Regions from separate parts of the Zea mays genome. Here region 2 is linked to region 1. A link is a contact called in public Hi-C data. All regions are on one chromosome and are shown on one strand. The core of a region is the stretch at or near the end of the contact, and the rest is flanking DNA. Distances in the headings are between cores, read along the strand shown.

The links. A called contact is a pair of places that touch in the nucleus more often than the background predicts.
Region 2: a contact with region 1 is called in a Hi-C map of ear, with 2.0 times the contacts expected there. The contact joins two enhancer-like sites. A contact is called at or near these places in 4 of 25 Hi-C or Micro-C datasets (ear, leaf and tassel).

The regions. Positions count from the first base shown.
Region 1 is chr3:27,919,727-27,924,581 of Zm-B73-REFERENCE-NAM-5.0, reverse strand. No RefSeq gene overlaps it. Among protein-coding and RNA genes, the nearest start is that of LOC109944934, 6.7 kb to the right of the region's middle. Within about 2 kb of position 2,806, at least 5 of the 20 cell types and tissues checked have an H3K27ac peak or open chromatin away from gene starts, as enhancers often do. A contact at or near this core is called in ear, where this site is marked.
Region 2 is chr3:28,125,318-28,130,172 of Zm-B73-REFERENCE-NAM-5.0, reverse strand. No RefSeq gene overlaps it. Among protein-coding and RNA genes, the nearest start is that of LOC103651843, 20 kb to the left of the region's middle. Within about 2 kb of position 2,987, at least 12 of the 20 cell types and tissues checked have an H3K27ac peak or open chromatin away from gene starts, as enhancers often do. A contact at or near this core is called in ear, where this site is marked.

The DNA.
Region 1 (4,855 bases), core at 1,557-4,056:
GCAATCTTACTTGTGTGGCAATGGATAATCAAACTCGATGTTGAATGTGAGACAATGATTTAGATGGGTTCAAGATGCTGAATAACATAACACTCTAAATTTTGTATGTTGATTGTCAGGCATTGGATTATTGAATATGATCTATTATTACAAGGGGAGTACCCTACCTTTCCAACGCGATTTTGGTATTTATCGGTGAACAAAGGCACGGCCCACAAAAGCACATATCTAATTATGGACTGTGCCGTGCCAGCACGTGTGCCCAGTCATCGGCCCACAGCACGGCCCACAATTAGTTATGTGTGCCAGGCCGGCCCAAATAGCCCAAAATACCTTAATGTGCCAGACCGGCCCATATACATACAACAGTAATATATCAACAAAAAGTATAAAATATATATATGACCAAAATAAAACTAAGATGTTTTGTGGATGCACATTATAAACCTTTGGTCAGAAAAAAAAATATTACAACTAGCTCACAAATAATATTCAGTTCTCTGTTTAGTGTTTAATTGAGTACTATACGTTCATACAGAATACATATACAATGATCATCATCACTATTCACTATCCATATTTAGGTATTGATTCTCGATGACTTATTCAAGCTCTAGATTCTCCAAGTTATGCTAGTCATGTGGGCTTTGACGGACCTTAGTTAAATACTGAGTCTATATTTATTGGGCCTCGGTGGGCCTTAGTTAAATGGGTCGTGCCAGGTCGGCCCGTGGGCTTGAATTGAGGCCCAGGCACGGCCCACAATATGGGCCGTGCCGGCCCAGACCCACAATTAGGTTGGGTCGTGTCAGATATGGGTCGTACCAGAAATTATGTGTTTTGGGTCAGCCTACGCACAACACAAATGTACACCTATAACTGACTCACTGACCCATCAACTAGTCAGACCCTGTTAAACCAGCCTTGACCACACTGAAAGCACCACATGTCGCGTACCAGGAAGATGCATCTGTAGTATAGTGTTTCTTTGGATGGTTGGTTCTTTGACTATAAGGTTTGAGTGTTTGACTGGTCCTGCCTCGTAGCATGAGTCTTAATATGCATAGTGAAGTACAGCACTACTACAGAAGGTCATCCGGGTAGGGCCAGGCCAACTAAAGGCATTTGTTAAGAGTCAGGGTCAAGATCAACGGCTAGCAAGTAGCAAAGTGCAAGCAACGTGACTCACCTTGGAAGTTTTTGGGTCTATTTAGTTTGCCTAGGGTTTAGGGTTTAATGTTATAAAAATTGGTCGCCTAAAAAAATCAGTGAACTTAAAATTTAGTTGGTATTGCTTGATCTTGGGACTAAAAAAATTGTATGTACACTAATTAGTCCCATTCTAGCCGTCTGGCGGACTAGAGTTTAGTATGTTTCACATTGGATATTTTAATGAATATTATGAGTATTAAATATAGTTTAATATAAAATTAATTATATAGTTAAACACTAAACAGTGAGACAAATTTATGAAACATAATCAGTATATGATTAACAAACTGTAGCATCACAGAATTGAATCATGAACTAATTAGGTTTAATATATTTGTCTTATTATTTAGTCCATATATATGTAATTAATTTTATAATTAGACCATATTTAATACTACTAACTAGTATTAAAACATCCAATGTGATACTGACAGTGACTAAAGTTTAGTAAAAGGAAAAAAACGGGGCCTAAGCTAGACTAAAGTTTAGTGTACTGACTCTGTACTTTGTTTAAATGTACTAGGAATTTTTTATTATTATCTGCTTGTTGTCAGTCCATTGTCCAAGTGATCAGTAGTACTAGTATATACAGAAGACGACCATAGGTCGTAGCACAGGTTTGCCAGCATATCCATCCCCTGTTCCTCTCTACTGACTCATACACCACCGACAACACCATGACGACGAAGAGGTGTTCTTGTCCTCGCTTCATGTATGTGATAACGATGCTCCTGGCTGTCATCGTGTCTTGCTATATCATTGTCGACTGCTCCGCCGAGGTCCAAGGTATGTTACGTTGTATGTATGGCGTGTTCAGTTGAGTTAGGAGCAGTACTTGCTGTAACTTCATTAATAAGAATCTCTGCTGTTGGTGATGGAGACCATGCATTGATGCATATATGCGCACCATGCAGAAGCTCAGCCAGACGGAGGGCATGAGGGCTGGGCGCCGCCACCACCGCGAGGGGGCACTGTGCAACACATGTGCCCCGACCCTGAGCCTGAGTGCAGACACCCCGGTGCTCCCCCGCCGCCGCCGCCAACGCCGCACCGCCGCAAGATCGCGCGCCCGGAGCTGGCAGGATAGTGGATAGGAACGCCGCCAATGATATATTAGCGATGTGATGAACTGATGACCCCCTTTATCACCTTTGTGCTATGAGACTATGATGTACTCGTACGATGGATGCTGCTTTTAATTTGTATTTGCCTGAGACAGCTTCGTTTTCAATTATTGTCAGCTTAATTGCCGTTCTTCGGCCTTTCCCACTCTGGCTCTTTCTTTCAGATCGTCGTCTTGCTTTTGGGTTCTGTCAGTGTCAGTGTTCTGATTGTGGATGCCGTCGTCCAAACGATGCATCCGATTGAGGGGCCTTACTGATCATGCAATGCGGCGATTAATTGGTGAACCGTGAACATGCCCATAAAACCAAACAAAAACAAAGAGAAACGAAGAGAAACAAAGCCAAAAGGAGGTTGCTGTTGCTGTATGTTCATCCACAGTCCTTTCGCCGTCGCAACCGCCTGCTCTCGCACGAGGCGGTGCTGTGGACGACGCTGTAGCTAGTCGTCGTCTCCGTTCAGACGACAAGTCAACCATTCGGCCATTCATCTTTTCACAAGTCGTGCACCGGCAACACCGTACATGACCAGTTGACAGCTCGGTTCTTGACTGGTTAATTACGCACTTGCTGTGAGCCGTGATGAGCAGGTTATTAGGTTAATACAGTACTCTAGTCTAATAAGCAGCGCGGACCGCGAGCTATCTATATAAGAAGGCAGTTAACACAGCCCTGGATGCATGCACTGGGCCAATCGAGTTACGATCGATTCACCCGCCAGCTGAAGACCCAAGACGACGAGCGAGCTGAGAAAGAGAAGAGCGCGGAATGAAGGCGCGTCGTCCCTCCTTGCTGGCTGTGTGCTTGGCGATATTGGCAGCCACGCTCGTCATTTTCGCCGTGTACATCGAGCCTGCGCAAGGTACGTAGGTACGGGTGCGTAGATAACTAGATAAGTATACACACTGTATGCCAAATGCCAACTTGCAGCCTTCACAGTCATGCTTCACTAGTCTGCTGGTATATTTAGGCCCTCTTTTGGATATATAATCTATACCACGTTTGGACGTAGATATTGGAGCATGGAATTAGTAATTAGGAATTGGATTCAATTTTTATGAATTCTATTGTTGGTTGTACAATCCCACGCTCGCGTCGCTCCCACGCGGGGCGACACGGGCGGCTCCCAAGCCCGCCGCCGCTTTCCCTCTCTTCCTCTCTCCTGCCACGCCGCCGCCGGAGCTGGCCGCCGGCATGGCCGTCCGGCCAGCAGGGAGGGTGGCGGCGAGGCTCTCTTCTTCGCGTTGGTGGCGCGCTCCGCAGCAGGCCGGCAAGCCATCCCTCGCGCGGCTGCGTAGAGTTGTCTGGATGGCTTCTGCGGCTGTGGCGGCGCCGGCTGGTGCCCGCGCAGGTGCAGGGGGCGGCGGCTAGGGTCCCTGGCCCATGGCCCAGGCGGTCGGCTCCGGTGCTCGGGGGCCAGATCTGGACCCTGTCGACCGGATCTGCCTCATCAGCTGGCAGTTGGTGCGGTGGCGGTTGCGATGGCGGCCGGTGGCGGTTGCGGTGGCGGCAGTTGGTTGGGGCTTGTGCAGGCGGCGACTCCGCGACCATGGCCTCTTGTGGGTTCGGCGAGGCCTTGTTTGGAGCTACGGTCGTCAGATCTGGCTCCCCGGTGGTGGTGTGTGGCAACAACAAGTGGGCAGCAGTGGCCCCGACGGCGACTACGGGGTTTGTGCGTCAGTGCGGCGGAGGTAGCTTGCTTTTGTTCTGGGGCCTCGCTTGGCGTTGTGCTGGGGTTTTCTTGGGCGAAAGCCTTGGCGACGGCGCCGCCCCTGGGCGCCGCTTCCCCTGTTGAGGGCGTCGTGCTTCCCAGCACTGTCTTACATGGGCGAAAGCCCCGTCCATTTCGGACCGGCGATGGTGGCGTCCTCGACGTCACTCCCTTCCTGAAGGCGTCGCTACTGCTGGCGGGAGCAGGACAGAGGTTCAAAGTTTTGGAAGTCTCGCTGGCGAAGAATCGGAGCTGTCTCGAGCGGGGTGTCTCGTGCTTGGCAACGACGACGCGCCGCATTCTTCCTCCTCTTGGGCCGATGTTTGTAGTCGTCGTCGTTTTTCATTTAGCCTTGTGCTGCCTATCTTGGGGAGTCGGAGCTGCTCGTCACTTATGTTGAGCTCGGCAACGATGACTCATGATGTGTATTGTGTGGGGGTTGCTGTTGTCTGGGTTGTTTGTATGCCCTGTGTAGGTTTTGGGTTCGGTTTCCCTTAAAACTGGATCAATTCCTTTCTTCTTAATTGAGAGGTAGAGCTCCTGCCATTACGTTCAAAAAAATTGTTGGTTATACACAATTCTCTGGAATTGGAATATAACTAGAAACTCCTTCCCAATACAAAACATCACGCCTTTAAATTGTGTGTAATTAGACCTTACAATTCTAAACTTCAATTCAGTGACATCCAAACAATAGAACTGAAATTACATATTATTTCAATACTATGACTGATTTGATATTGAACCTAATTTAATTCTCGTTTGCCCCCAATATCAACATCTAAAAAGAGCACTAGGTTTTCTAGATTAG
Region 2 (4,855 bases), core at 1,738-4,237, 210 kb before region 1:
CTCCGGACTATCTAGCGTAGGGTGCCGAACGGTCTGACCTTGAGCACCTTGATCTTTTTATCCGCCACCCTGAGCACCTGATCTTTTTGTCGTTGGACCTCCTCGTCTATTTTCTTCATGTCATCTTTTAATCTTTTATGCTCAGCGACAGATAAATTAGTCAGCCTTGTGCTGCTGTTTGGAGAAGCCCTGTTGAGATCTTTAGAATCGGCCATATAAGCCTGATTTTGTAGATCTTAAACCTCGTCCCTAGTGGAGTCGCCAAAAGTATGTTGGTGCCTTTTTGGGGGCGCCAATCACTCAATACGAACCGGCGGTGCTCTCTGGTCAGGCACGGACGGTCCGCGGCATAGGGCCAGACGGTCCACGACCTGGCGCGAGGCTAGGGTTCCCTGCCTGACGACCGGACAGTCCGCGCCCTAGGGCCAGACGGTCCGCGACCTGGTGACAGGGTCGTCTTCCTCCTCCTTGCTGGAATCTAGATCTCGTCCTTTAGGGGGAAAAGATCTTAAGGTGCTCTAGGTCGATAGGTCACCCGGGGCGTCCCCAGACGACGTGGAGCCGCCTAGGAATTAAGAGATCAATTCGAGAAAGAGGTCTTGGATGGACAACTAGATCTTGCCCCCCGGGAGGGGTGAGATCCTAGGGTTGTCTTGGGATCGGCAGGCCACCCAAGGCGGATCTAGACGACGTAGAGTCGAATAGGGATGGAGGTGGATATGTGGAAGACTACAACTAGAACTATGCTACATCTACTCCTAGGGCAGGAAAAGTAAATTAGGTAATTGGTTCGATTGGAATGTGTTCGGGGGTTCTCAATCGGCCGTACCCCTTTATATTTATAGGGTAGGAGGTCTGGACCTTTTCCTAAGAGATAGCCAACAAACTCCCACTTGATTAGATGGATAACCACGCACGAGATAAGGATAAACATCCGAGTTAATCTAATCTCGGGACACGCGGACCGTCCGGGCCCAAGGGCCGGACCGTCCGCTCATTTTGGTGTCCAACAGTGACATAGGAATTAGAGAGGATCTATAGTGAAGAAAACTCATTGTTATTCAAAACTGAATAACAATAGATTTGGATCTCTTCTAATTTTTTTTGTCATCAAACCAGCCTTCAAGGGCTTGTTCTGTTGCATCCTGATCGGAGGGTCTTGAAACTTGAAAGGGATTAAATACCTTCGTAATTAAAATTGAATAGAAGGGGATTTAATACCATCAATTCTTTTCGATCCAAACGCAACGAACAAGGACTAAGTCGATAGCCTACGTGGAATAAGTAATAGACGCTGATTGCTTCCTATCGGCTCCTCAGTCGTCGATTGAAGCCCCGTCGACCATTTACACCACGTTTGGTTGGGGAGCCAACTGGGATGGAGCGACTCCATTTCAGTTTCTTAGAATTAAGCCATTTCATTCTGTGTTTGGCAAGCAGAACAGAACCGCTCCATTTTTTGTTTGGTTGAAGAGTAGAATAGAGCGGAGCCGCTCTGTTTATTGTTTGGTTAGAGAGTCATATGACTGTTGAGTGGAGGAGAGGGATGAGAGCGCTCGCATCCGGTCATTTTGGTGGAGCGAGAACATCACAAATATTTGTTATTTATAGACTTTAGGAGCCGCTCCACTCTCCTCCATGGTAACCAAACATCAAAAAAATAAGAATGGAAGGAGAAATACTTAATAATTTTACAATAATTTTACCAATATGTTAATAATTTTACAATACTCGTTCCATTCTCCTCCGCTCTTCAACCAAACAAACCATTAATTACCAATAGGTTAATAATTTTACAATAACCCTATTAAAAGCACTAAATCTATAATTAATTTTAAATATTTTTTTAAAATGAGTTAGTAGAGAGTCGTTTCAATCATATAGAAATATTTATTGGTAGCACTTTACAAAGTGCTTGGAAGGAGAAAGATAAAAAGAAGACGGAAAGACAAAACCATGGCACCTACTAATGACCGAATTTACAAATATGGCCGGGAATGGAACGAATTTACAAATATGGCCGGGAATGGAACGGTTTAATTTCTTAATTAACGATTGTTAGCCATAAAAGTATGGTTGAATTTGACTAACAATATGAATCCAATGGTTTATAAGTGACAGTGGGATCAGGTAGAATTGGTAGTGGGGATTAGTTTTTCAAGTGATGTTTGATAAGAGCGCAAGGACAGGAATACAATCTGGACCTTAGTTTTTGGTGCATTGCATTTTGCATTCACCCAGTTCTCCTAGAGGAAGGCCTACCAAGCACGGATTGAAATTTCGGGGCCTGAAAAGTGGTATGGCACTAAGGCCCATGAGGCCGAGCGTCAGCTCGATCACTGGCGCAACCCACACAAAATTGGCCTCCTCACAGCTTCTGCATTTCTAGGTACAATTATTTTTTTGATGTTAATTTCTAGCTACAATTATCAATATCGGAAACAATTAGCTGCGACAGCAACAACAGTGCAACGACAAAAAGGTAAACCCCCCCTCTCTCGCTCGTAATGAAACCAATGTTTCGAATTATTAACAGTTTCTGCATTTCTAGCTACAATTATCAATATCGGAAACAATAGCTGCGATTGTGGCAACAACAGTGCAACGACAAAAGGTAGACACCCCCCCTTCTCGCTCATAATGAAACCAATGTTTCGAATTATTATTACAAGCCTCTCCTAACGAACCCTGCACTCGATATAACCAAAATCTAGCATAACCCTGGTGCAAAACTGCAAATGGTAGAAGATGATAGCATTTGAGGCCTTGTTTGGATAATCTTGGATTGGAGTGGATTGAGGTGGTATAAGGTGTATTGAAGTGTAATATGAACTAATTTCTCTTTCAATCCCTAAAATACACTTCAATCCACTTCAATCCCTCTTTATCCAAACAAGGCCTGATGGAAAGATGAGTAACCTAAGTTAGAGGTGTGTATATACTGTAATGGGTCATGGGCTGAACGCTGGCCCATCAAGTAAAAAAGAATGGTGGCTCGTGGCTGTTCCTGAATCAACTTCAACATCTCAAAGCCGGGAAAGACTAACCACTCACCCTGTTTGTGATAGCTCCACGGTCAGACAAAAATTGCACCGTTAATCCTTACTCTTCAAGACTTGGGGTTCAGCACGCACGGAGACGGAGCAACCAAGTTCGTATCAGGGTGAAAATCCTGGCAGCAATCTGACATGCGTACAGAACAAACCCAACACGTCTCAGCCAGTCAGCCTACCCAGGGCCATACACTATAAAATGTTTCTGTCATAGCACGAACAACTAACGACGAACTACCACTGATAACACAGGACAAAAGCACCCGTGGAACATCACTTGCCATCAGATCATGCAGGGATCAGCAGCACAAGATCGGTTCTTTGTTTATGCATATTCTGCCATAGCTTACACTACCGAAATCCATGGATTTGACGAGTGCTCGGCACTTTGCCGAGTACTTTTGTCGGATACTCGGCAAAAAAAGCTTTGCCGAGTGCCGCACTCGGCAAAGTCCTGCTCTTAGTAAACAAAACGTTCATCGAGAGTAGGACTCTCGGCACAGAAATACACTCGGCGAAAGTGACGTTCGGCAAAGGGTCGTCAGCGACCGTCTAAAGCTGACGGCCGTTAACCTTTGCCGAGTGTCATCTTTAAACACTCGGCAAAGTATATTTTTTTTTTCATTTTCCAACCAAACTTTTTATGGTATGTTACTACACTATGTAGACCTACATGTACTATTTTGGCACAATTATAAATGTGTTTTCTATAACTATTGGATTTAGTTCGGCTAATGGAATTTTATTAGGAGCAGTTTTAGCTCTATTTATAGTTTCCCAACCCTAATCTTCATCTCTTTTCAGCTCTACATCGTCTTGAGGCCCTTTGCGTGGCCTGACAACTCTAAGTAACCCAAGATCCTTCCTCCTCGACAGATTCCTCCTAGGAGATAGGATCTGAGTATTCTCGGAGGTCTTTGTGCCACCGTGAACAGTGTGTCGGCCAACCGCGAACAGTCCGGCCACCAGGGCCGGACAGTCCATTGCTCAGCAGAAAAGTCCCCAAGACCCTGTTTCTCTCGTGCAGGCCTTAGGAATTATTAGTGTTTGGTCCCAAAAGATGCAAGTATGTGCTTTACACTATGTGTGTACATTAGAAGGGGTTTTTATTCTCTAGATTAAAGATGGCAACGAGACCCATTACCTGACGGGTAATTACTCCATTAGGGACGTGTTTGGTCTTTGGTTGCAATTTTATACCCGCGAATTGTTAATGAGAGAAAAAGAGGACCCAATGGGTAGAACGGGTATGTGTATGTACTCATTAAACCCATATCCATGCACCCATGGGTATAAAATACCCGGAATATAGTCAACAATTCACTAAAACTTTATCCTAGATCAATGATTTGTCTTAGGCTCCTTACTCCCGAGTACAACTACATGCTACATAGCCCTTGAGACACATGAGAGCAGTAGGTAGACAACCAGCCAAAACAATAAAACACATCAAGTCTCCAAGCTTTTGCGATGCAACTATTCGTTAATGCGCAATCCAAGCGACCAAGCTGCACGCAGGCACGCGACACACCCACACCTGGAAGATGGAAGACGGAAGGCCGAACGTTGCCGCTCGACGCTCATCATTCGCCATAAACTAAGTTGGTCAGACAAGCGTAGCTCCACCACTCTAGATGGGTATGGGTACCCATCGGGTGTAGAATACCTGATAGGTCCAGGTATGGGTGTGGAATTGTACCCGTGCATGGGTACGCGTATTGTAGCGGAGAGTTAACGTGCTAGGTCTAGGGTAGCAAAACCCGGCGAGTCTTTATCCTATTGCCATCCACTAGCAGAAAAGA